2 separate regions of the Danio rerio genome follow, and region 1 is linked to region 2. A link is a contact called in public Micro-C data. All regions are on one chromosome and are shown on one strand. Each heading gives the region's core, a stretch centred on a gene start, on an enhancer-like site or on the middle of the called end of the contact. The rest is flanking DNA. Distances are from core to core; before and after follow the strand shown. Region 1 holds the start of rabggta (Rab geranylgeranyltransferase subunit alpha). Region 2 holds the start of fbxo30b (F-box protein 30b).

The links. A called contact is a pair of places that touch in the nucleus more often than the background predicts.
Region 1: a Micro-C map of caudal fin shows a contact between it and region 2, with 2.6 times the contacts expected there. The contact joins the promoter of rabggta here to the promoter of fbxo30b in region 2. A contact is called at or near these places in 3 of 18 Hi-C or Micro-C datasets (caudal fin, hematopoietic stem cells and skeletal muscle).

Annotation. Positions count from the first base shown.
Region 1 is chr23:1,817,436-1,822,544 of GRCz12tu, reverse strand. rabggta (Rab geranylgeranyltransferase subunit alpha) reads right to left here and starts at 3,839. Exons shown (of 17, transcript NM_001076663.2): 1 at 3,770-3,839; 2 at 131-156; 3 at 1-33. The coding sequence starts at 133.
Region 2 is chr23:1,679,046-1,684,111 of GRCz12tu, reverse strand. fbxo30b (F-box protein 30b) reads left to right here and starts at 2,961. Exons shown (of 3, transcript NM_200432.1): 1 at 2,961-3,072. fndc7b (fibronectin type III domain containing 7b) reads left to right here. Exons shown (of 57, transcript XM_002665313.8): 57 at 1-586. The coding sequence ends at 63.

The sequences.
Region 1 (5,109 bases), core at 2,590-5,089, 140 kb before region 2:
CTGCGCTGTCGTCTTCACCTTCACACGGCCGTGCTGACCATCAAACACACACATGATTCCTCAAACCACCACACGTTAAACATTCCTCCTTACATAATCAGAGGAAACCAGCAGAGAAACACACACTCACCATAATTCACCAGCGGATGGACAGATCTGCAAAGGAGAGAGAGAGAGAGAGAGATCAAGCTTTAACAACCTATTAAATACAGATACTATAGATGCAGATTAAGTCAGAATTATTCGCCCCCTTTGTTTATTTTTTCCCCTAATTTCTGTTTAACGGAGAGCAGATTTCTTCCACACATTTCTAAACATAATAGTTTTAATAACTCATCTCTAATAACTGATTTATTTTATCTGTCATGATGACAGTAAATAATATTAGACTAGATATTCTTCAAGACACTTCTATACAGCTTAAAGAGACATTTAAAGGCTTTTATTCTAGCCCATATAAAACAAATAAGAGTTTTTCTAGAAGAAAAATTATACATCATCTTATTATATTTTAGGAGAATCCTGTGTTTCTAGTAAAAGCTTTTTTGTGCCGTAGAGAAACGAAATATTAAATGAGTAAACAGTGGGTGTGGCTTGTTTTATCTATTGTGAGCTGATTGGACGTAGTAAAGTAGGCGTTTCTTTCTGAAGGGCTGGGAAAAGTGTTTGGGGAGAGTTATAACAACCTAATGCCTAGTTCACACTAGAGGATTTTAAGCCCGATTTGGAAGTTAACGAGCTCGCCGACAGATCGGGCTGTGATCGGGAAGAAATCTGCGGGTGCTCGGCGCTCGCCGCTCTTTATGTGTGAACTACTGAACAACGCATCAACGAGGCTCGCTGACGCGTCGCCGACACCTCGCTGACAGAAATCCAACATTCAGCATGCTAAATATTCCAGAGCAGTCGGCCGACTCAACCCCACGTGTGGTCTGATGTAGTGACGAGCTGCAGCCAATGAGAGAGCATATCAGCATGAGCTTTCTCAGCAGAAACATCTGTGATTGGTCAGAATGGGCATCGGTGCACTCGCTTCATTCTGTGCTAGCACAGACATGAGAGGAGGATATATTAACATTGCTCAATGCTCATTCTGACCGTTCTCATTTAAAACGCCATATTGTCACAACATATTTACATTCAAAGTTGTTATTGAGATATTAAAATTAAGCTTTGAATGTCTGGCATCATATTTAATGACACCATTACCCTAAAAATATCATCTTTTTTTGGTAATACAGCCTATAAATATGTAGTTAAGATAATAAACAATTTCAAACAGGAGCTATTTCACAGCACAGAATATGCTGTTTTGAAAGATATCTGAAGTATATCTGAAGTAAATTGATGTTTTTGCCATCAGAAAGTTTTGTTTATGTTAGCAGGAAGTTGCCAGGCAAGAAAATGCACACATATTTAAAGTCACAGCGAAAAGTATCAGACATGCATGCAGTCATTTTGACCAATATGGTATTTTAAGGCAGAAATGCTCAGTTCTTTACTGTTTTGAAAAAAAAAACAATGTCAGAAAGAAATACACTGATAGTTAGAAAGCGGCAGGGTGTTATAGATATGTTAGTTTTATTTCAAAGAGTTATAAAATTACAAAAATTAAAAACTCTCTGTGTATCTATCCACTGGAACCTGCAGATGAGTGATTAATGTGCTGATAAATCAGCTGATTTGACGATGTTTTTAAATGCTTTCTCCAAAGCTTGAAACGCTGTCAGTGATGTCATCAGCACACAAGCAGCCAATAGTGTTCAGCTTTTTCTGACGACTCCTCCCTCAAAATTTTATTGGCTGTGGTTTGCTAGCTTGAATGAGCTGATGGGGAATGAGTTGTTGTCAGATCCTCTAGTGTGTGACCCCCCTCTTGTGGATCATTCACAGAGTGTTGCGTAGTGTGAACACCACAGAGATTAAAAGACACAAAGTCAAGTCATGTAGTGTGAACGGCACAGCGATCTGCTGATGTTTAAAATCCTGTAGTGTGAACTAGGCTTAACAGACTCCTCCTGCTCACCATCACTGTTGTCAAAATCGACAGCTGAAGGGGCGTGGTTAAATATGTTAGCCCCGCCCAATTCCTTAGACAGACCAAATCTGAGGATTTAACTGAAAACAAACAGGAAGTGCATTTGCTGATTTCAGTTAAAGATTACAAGACAATGACATGCACAGATGAACTGTTCACCACACAACTAGCAATGCGAGCTGACAAAATTAATATGGCTAGTTTTGATTTCATGTGCACTTTAAGACAGATTTCGCCGGGAGTGTGAATAATTTTGGATTTGTAAACTGCTCTTTGAGATATATGTGAAAAAAAAAGCATTTCTATTAAGATGTATATTAATGATCATCATAGTTTAAGACGTGTGTTTTTAACTTCAGGAAGAGATTTGTAATAAACTTATAGTGACAACGCAGACGGATGGAAACTGTTCATTCTGTTTACATCACCCAGAGACATTGATTCATCTTTTTTATGATTGTGAATATTAAAAAAAAAATTTTGGGAAGATCTATCATTGTGTCAAAAAAATAAATAAAAAATCAGGTTTTAGTTGCAATTTGACCCCCCAAAGACGTTATTTTTTATTTTGTTTCAAACTATTTTTCTGTGGAATTTTTATTGAATCATTTAATTTTGTTCTGTAAATTTCATGTTCATAAATGCAGGTTAAATAACTCCAAACCTTGTTTAAATGTTGCTATTACAGATTTTCGTTTGTATATAGAATCGCTCCAATATATTAAGAGCGAAAAAATTTATAAATACAATTATTGTGACAAAGAAGCTGAAGTTAATTAATTTTAAAGGTTAGTATTCTTACTGTCAATTGGTTAAGTTAAAATATTATCATTGTAAAGATGTCTATGTTGAATTGTCTTTTTATTTGTTTAATTAATGTAGTTTATTTTTTAGATTATGTTATTAGTTACTTTTGTATTTTTTGGATGTCATGTTTAAATTGTATATTTGTTGTTCAATAATAATAATAATAATAATAATAATAATAATAATAAAAATTAAAAAAAAAAGAAATCTAAAGGGGGGCGATGATGGTCCGGAAGTTGTTTTCATGATAAAAGTCCTATAACCATTAATTATCATGGTTTTTTTTTAAAAAGCGGAAGTGACAACCTGCATGCTTTGAATGTTTATATCTTCTAAACGCGAATTTTGTCAGTGTTTTGGAGCACGCCAGCTAATACGTATCGCTAAAACAAACATTTCGATAACATCTAATAAGAAAACGTCATTTTAATTTCACAGGACCTTTAAATATCCAACGTCTGAATATGTGAATATAGGACAGAGTTATGGCATGTGTTCACATTCATTCGTTGATCAGATGCAATTTGGGTTTTAGCTGGGGAAAATATAGGGGGAAATCTTTCTTCGGGTCCAGTTGGACGGTGATGTGAATTCACGTGACACTGAATGGGTTGTGTGATTAAAATTGAGTGTATTTCATTTGACAGCATGTGTATTATTGACCCAGCAGTATCAGAACAAAGCTCATATTTCATGTGGATATAACCCCAGCACACACTTTCTGCAGTTAATCTGTATATAACACACGAGTTCAGCTCTATACAGCGCGCGCAGCACAGACTGCATCTGAATGATGGATCTGTCACTCTTCTGCATCATCACTGCAGCTTTATAGCCTGATTTCTGCCTTGACACGCGGCTTCACTCGCACACAGACACAACACATATTCAACAGCTTTACATAATCAAGAGTTTGTGTTTTACCTCGGTCTTTGAATGCAGACTGAGCTGGATATGTCGTAAATGCCGAGCTGTAATTCAAACAAGTTTTCCGTCGCCTCAAAAAGACGTCATGGTCATGTGTGCGTCCAGCAGCGCCCTCTATAGAAAAGAAAAGACGCTGCATCTCTGGTACATCATGCACATTACTAAAACAACATTACATATGTGTAAAATATTTATTATTATTATTATTATACATTTATTATACATTAATTATACACATGTAAGAAGTAATAATTCGTTTAAAATGTATAATAAAATAGTCTACATACATACATACATATATATATATATATATATATATATATATATATATATATATATATATATATATATATATATATATATATATATATATATATATACTCAATGGTTAGTTAAATAGGAATATAATGAAATTATATATAATACTATATTATATTAAATATTGTACATATTAAATTATGTCTCATGCTGATGTCTCATACTGACTATTCATTTATTTATTATATCTTTAAAATATCTAAAATAATAAGCAATATAATAATAATATTATTATTATTAATCAGGTTAATTTGCTGTCAAAATTATATTTTTTAACTTAGAAATGTAAACTAATTTACAATAAAAGCTGCATATTTTTAATAATTTATTTATTATAATTGTTATTTTTAGTTATCATTATTGTTGTCGCTATTATTAGAATTATTATTCCTATATTATTTATAAATTGCGCATAGATCCGATCACATCACTGCCCCTATGGGCAAGATATAAGACTTAAAATAAATATATGTAACTACTTTTTTAGAAGTCTACCGAACAAAACTAAATAAATAAATATATATTAAGACATATTTAAATAAAATAAAAGTCACAGGTTAGTTAAATATGAATAAAATTAAATAAAATAGAGATTTATTTCAGGCCTCCTCTAGGTGGCAGTAGTGTAAAAGGCAGACATCTCTTCACTGTCTGGAGTGTTTCCCACAAATGAAGCTGATATATCGGTTTTCCGTCAGATAGAGTTGTGTAAATGTATACAGACTTTCACACACTGTTCATTCAGATGCCAAACACGCACATCCATGTGTTTTATATTGTAGATAAAGTCCCAAAAGAGGCCAGATTCGACACGATTATTTGCCTCAGCATCATCGCGTCCTCCGAGGGAATGCGGACATTGTGAGGCAGTAAACCAGGAGTCATCAGAGAGCTTTCATCTGCTCTCACAAGCACTATCCTGTTACATATGAGTGCTAAACCAGTGTTTTTCAGACCCAAGAAGGAATTTGATGATTAAATATATCAAGAAATCTGATCTGACAGAAATCCCATTGAGC
Region 2 (5,066 bases), core at 1,712-4,211:
GAATATTCCAGACCCGTGTGTGTCTTCACTGAGGCCTGCGGGGTCAACTGTACAGCAACGTAGATACAAGGACAACAACACAAATGCACATTCTTCTGTGAACTAGCATATGCGCTATCTTATGTTGCATGCTAAAAACAACAAAATCAAACTGTGCTGTCAGTGAACAATATTACTTAAATTCTTGACTGATTATGTCCTTTACAATGAACCCAATCATAATCAAATGAATGATTGAAGTTTTTAGTTTAATAATAATCATTTATGCTGATTGAAAAAGAATATGTGATGTGTCTTAAAATTGAAATTACGTTGATTGTCCATAGAAATCTGCTGTAATGACTTTTTTTAAATGAAGGTTTTGTATTTATCTTCAGAAGTCCATTTCTGTAACTAGATCTTTAGGTGATTCAATCAAGAATGTTTATTTAGCTAGATCAAATAAATGGTTAATTTATCAAATTTATTTTTAAACCATATATTGTATTTTCTATCTGAGGTATACTATGTAACATTATTATAAATCTGCAATTAATCTTTTTATGCATAAAGTCATATGAAAAATTAAAGTCTGTGAATGAAGAAACGTTTCAAATGATGAGTCAAGAAATTAATGAATAATTTGCATTTTTATCTTTGGTTATTTGAATTTTTATTAATCCTCCAGCATAATTCAAAGTGCAATCTTTCAAAAATCATATTGCATGATTTTTTTAAATCAACAATTGGATAATAAATGTATTTTAAATAAAAATATATTTTTATTAAATAAATGTCAACAATTATATAGAACACTTATTTTTATACTGTGATAAAATCAGACCAGTTGTTTTAATCACCTGTGGTAAAATTACTAATTTATATATTTTTTTGTTATTTGCATATCTGTTTTTATGTTCTCCATTCTTGATCGAAAAACAACAGGTTCTCGACAACAAGATGGATGTCTGGTTTCTGAAGAAAACCAGAGTATTTTTACAAGACCAAGTAATAATACAGAAATTCGTACCTACCTGTTACTTTTAAATCATTCATGTTACTCACACACACAGCTATTTTTATTGAGGCGTAATAATGTTTATATACCATATTTTTATATATACACTCAGCGGCCACTTTATTAGGTACACCTTGCGAGAACCATGTTAATCTTTAATTAACACTGTAAATGCCTTAATCCTTCATGGCATAAATTCAACAAGATACTGGAAATATTCCTCAGAGGTTTTGCTCCATATTGACATAGCATCGCTGAGTTGCTGCAGATTTGTCGGCTGCACATGCATGACGCAAATCTCCCGTTCCACCACATCATAAAGGTGCTCTATTGGATTGAGATCTGGTGACTGTGGAGGCCATTTGAGTACAGTGAACTCATTGTCATGTTCAAGAAACCAGTCTGAGATGATTGAGCTTTATGACATGCTGCGTTATCCTGCTGGAAGTAGCCATTAGAAGATGGAGACACTGTGCTCATAAAGGGATGGACATGGTCAGCAGCAATACTCAGATAGGCTGTGGTGTGACACGATACTCAGTTGATACTAATGGACCCAAAGTGTGCCAAGAAAATCTCCCCCACACCATTACACCACCACCACCAGCCTGAACTGTTGATACAAGGCAGGATGGCTCCATGCTTTCATGTTGGTGATGCCAAATTCTGACCTGACCATCTGAATGTGTCAGCAGAAATGGAGACTCATCAGAGCAGCAACGTTTCTCCAATCTTCTGTTGTCCAGTTTTGTTGAGCCTGTGTGAATTGTAGCCTCAGTTTCCTGTTCTTAGAAAAAGTAACTTTTCAACTCCCTAAAAATACAGAAAATTTGTATTTTTGTTACAAAGTGCACACATTTATAAATATTAAAACTTAATCAACAAAATAAATAGATTAATGACAAAAACTCCCACAAATTATGTTTTCAAAATGCAAATTGAAATGAGAGTCCAAAATCAAACCAAAGGTGCTTCAGGGCAGGGGTAGGTAATGTGTCGGTGCTCTTTGGGTAAGGGATTAATAAAGATAAACAGCGAAATCATAAGTCCAGTGCACTCAAAAAGTAAGTGAAACAATTCAAAAGCCTCTATTAACCTGGCTATTCTATAAAACAGCACCCACGCCTTAAAGTGCCAGACCTTTTCTTTGATGCATATAGAATCGTCATATCATAACTTTTTGACATAACTATCGTGCAAAAAGAGGTAGGGTACAGTTTTCAGTAGCCAATGCAAATATTTATTTTTATTTATTTTTTATTGAATGCTTGAAAAACATTAACAACAAATGCCATCAATAAAACAACAACAATCCAGGGGTTTTCAGTCATTTAGTCCAAGATAGGTGCTAAATCCTTCATTAAGGTCCTTGTTTGTATTGCTTTTAAGTTTGTTAATCCCTCAATGGACTCAACGTACATTTTCATTTCAAGCAGTGGTAATAAAAATAACAACAACAACAACAACAACATCAACAACAACAACAACAATAATAATAATAACGTTTAGGATTCACTAAGCAAAAATAACAGTTATTAATATCATTCTTAAGCCTTTTAAGATTACAGTGTCTGGATAGCATCTATGAATTAGTTTAAAGGTAACTTTGTTTCTTATAAAAAAAAAAATTGTGGTGTAATAACCAAACTTTTTTCCAGGAAATATCACTCACAAAAACATTCCAATATGACATTACATAAGGCACAGTAACAGAATCTTCCTGAAACAGGGCTCTTGTTTTCTTTTTGCATTTTGATTAAAGAAAGACACTGTTAGATAAAAAAGACACTTTTTAACAATAAATGTTTTCCAACGTTCCCCTGAATAGTAGCCTATAAATAATATCCGAGCAAAAATGGAAATCAGCGTCATGACGGTTGTATTTTTTATTTTGCGTAATGACGTCATCGAGGCGCGTCCCGGCCGGATTGAGTATTTTTGGACAGGGCAAACGGTGATGATTGTGTATATTACACTACAGCAGTGTTTTAAAGTGTCCCGTTTGACCATAAAACCGGACAAGTGAAGAAAAAGGCGAGCGGGTAACGCGGGGAGTCAGTTGACACAGTCTGTGGGTGAGTGAGGAGTTTGTTTATGTTGACTCCAGGCAGAAAGTTGAGCTAGCTAACAGGCTAACCTCAACACAAAGCAATAAAGTAGAACAAAGTTAAACGTCAACAAAATAAAGATGCAAACAATACTACCGCAGACCCGAGGAGGCTTCATAACTTCATTCTGTACCGTTTAAAGTGTCCTGAAGTTTGAAGTGTTGTAAAGTTTTCAGTTTGTCTAACTTACCAACTTATCGCTTTGTAAACATTAAAAGCAGCGCGTTTTGAGAAACTTTAACTATAAGTGTCTTGAAATCTTAAAAGTCGTCTCTTTTTTAATATATGATTCGATGTCGTGTAATTGCTAAAATACTTGGAGGACATCAGCAACACGAGTTAACTGGGCCAGTTTTGTTTATGCTAACTAGAACTTTGCTGGATAAGATCAAGTCAGCATTAAGATTGGCGTAAATTTGGTTTTATATTTGCACATTCAGACTTTCACTTTAATATAATTTCAGAGAAGTTTTCTTTGCAAATTGTCAATAGGAATATCATAATAACAGTCAATGACAAAAACAAGCTGAGGTTAAAATAAACCCGACTAACCCTTATAAACCAAGACCAGTCAGTAAGTTTGTTTAACTTTCGTTACTTATTACTTAGTTCATTAACTTATTTGCTGCAAATAGACCAGGGGTGCCTAAACTTTTTTTGCACGAAGGGCCAAAAACCATAGAGGTATAATTGGCTTTATATTTGGATATTCAGACATTTTCCTTAATAATATAATTTCATTAAAGTAGCAAATTCTAAATAGGTAAATCATATTAGCAGCCAATGACCATCAAAGTACAACACTGTTAACAGTGAATTAGATCGTGTTAATGTTGTTTTGAAGTCCTACATGCATGCTAATTCCAATCGAATATTCAAAGTAACATGGTAAACAATTAAATAAACTTCTATTAAATAAATAAACTTCTCAATGAACGAATGTGTGAATATAAAACCAACTTTACCTCAATCCAAAAACTAAATATCTATATATTTATATATTTATATATATATATATATATATATATATATATATATATATATATATATATATATATATATATATATATATATATATTTATATGTATATATATATATATATATATATATATATATATATATATATATATATATATATATATATATACATACACCAAACTATTTTATATTAAAGTTGCCATGGGTAATTTTCTAATTTATTTCCTAATATTTAAAAATAAACGGAAAACATTACTTTGAATCATATTACCTAATGTAGTATAATAATAATAATAATAATAATAATTATTATTATTATTATAACTATTGCAATAAAAAACAATTGAATTAAAATTGTAATGACAATCTCTAAACCATCCCTATCCTACTCCCTTCTCAGATCGTATGGTGGGCAAAATCAATTGAGGTGAAGTTGGTTTTATATTGTGATTTTTCAGACATTCTCATTAATAATATAATTTCAGAAAAGTATTATTTGCAAATTCTAAATAGGGAAATCATATTAGCAGCAAATGACCATCAAAGTACAACATTGTTCACAGCCTTTATATAATTAAAGTATAATTCAATTATTCTTTGCTAATGCTAAATAAGGAAACCATATTAGCAGCAAATGACTATCAAAGTACAACATTGTTCACAGTCAGTTTGATAGTGTTAATGTTGTTTACAAGTCATCCTTGCATGCTAATTCGGATAGAATATTTAAAGTAATTTTATTTAATATTTGCTTATTTGTTAAGTATAACTAGTTATTGAGGTAAAGTTGGTTTTATATTCACAAATTCAAACTTTGGTGTTCAAAAAAAATAGTAAAGCAGAACATAAAAAGTTTAATAAATATTAATTATAATGGAGTACTGTTATGAGCACAACTTGTGACACAGTTCCTTTATTGTTTACCATGCTACTTTGAATATTCGGTCTGAAGTCGAATTTAAGAATTACTTCAAAAAAACATA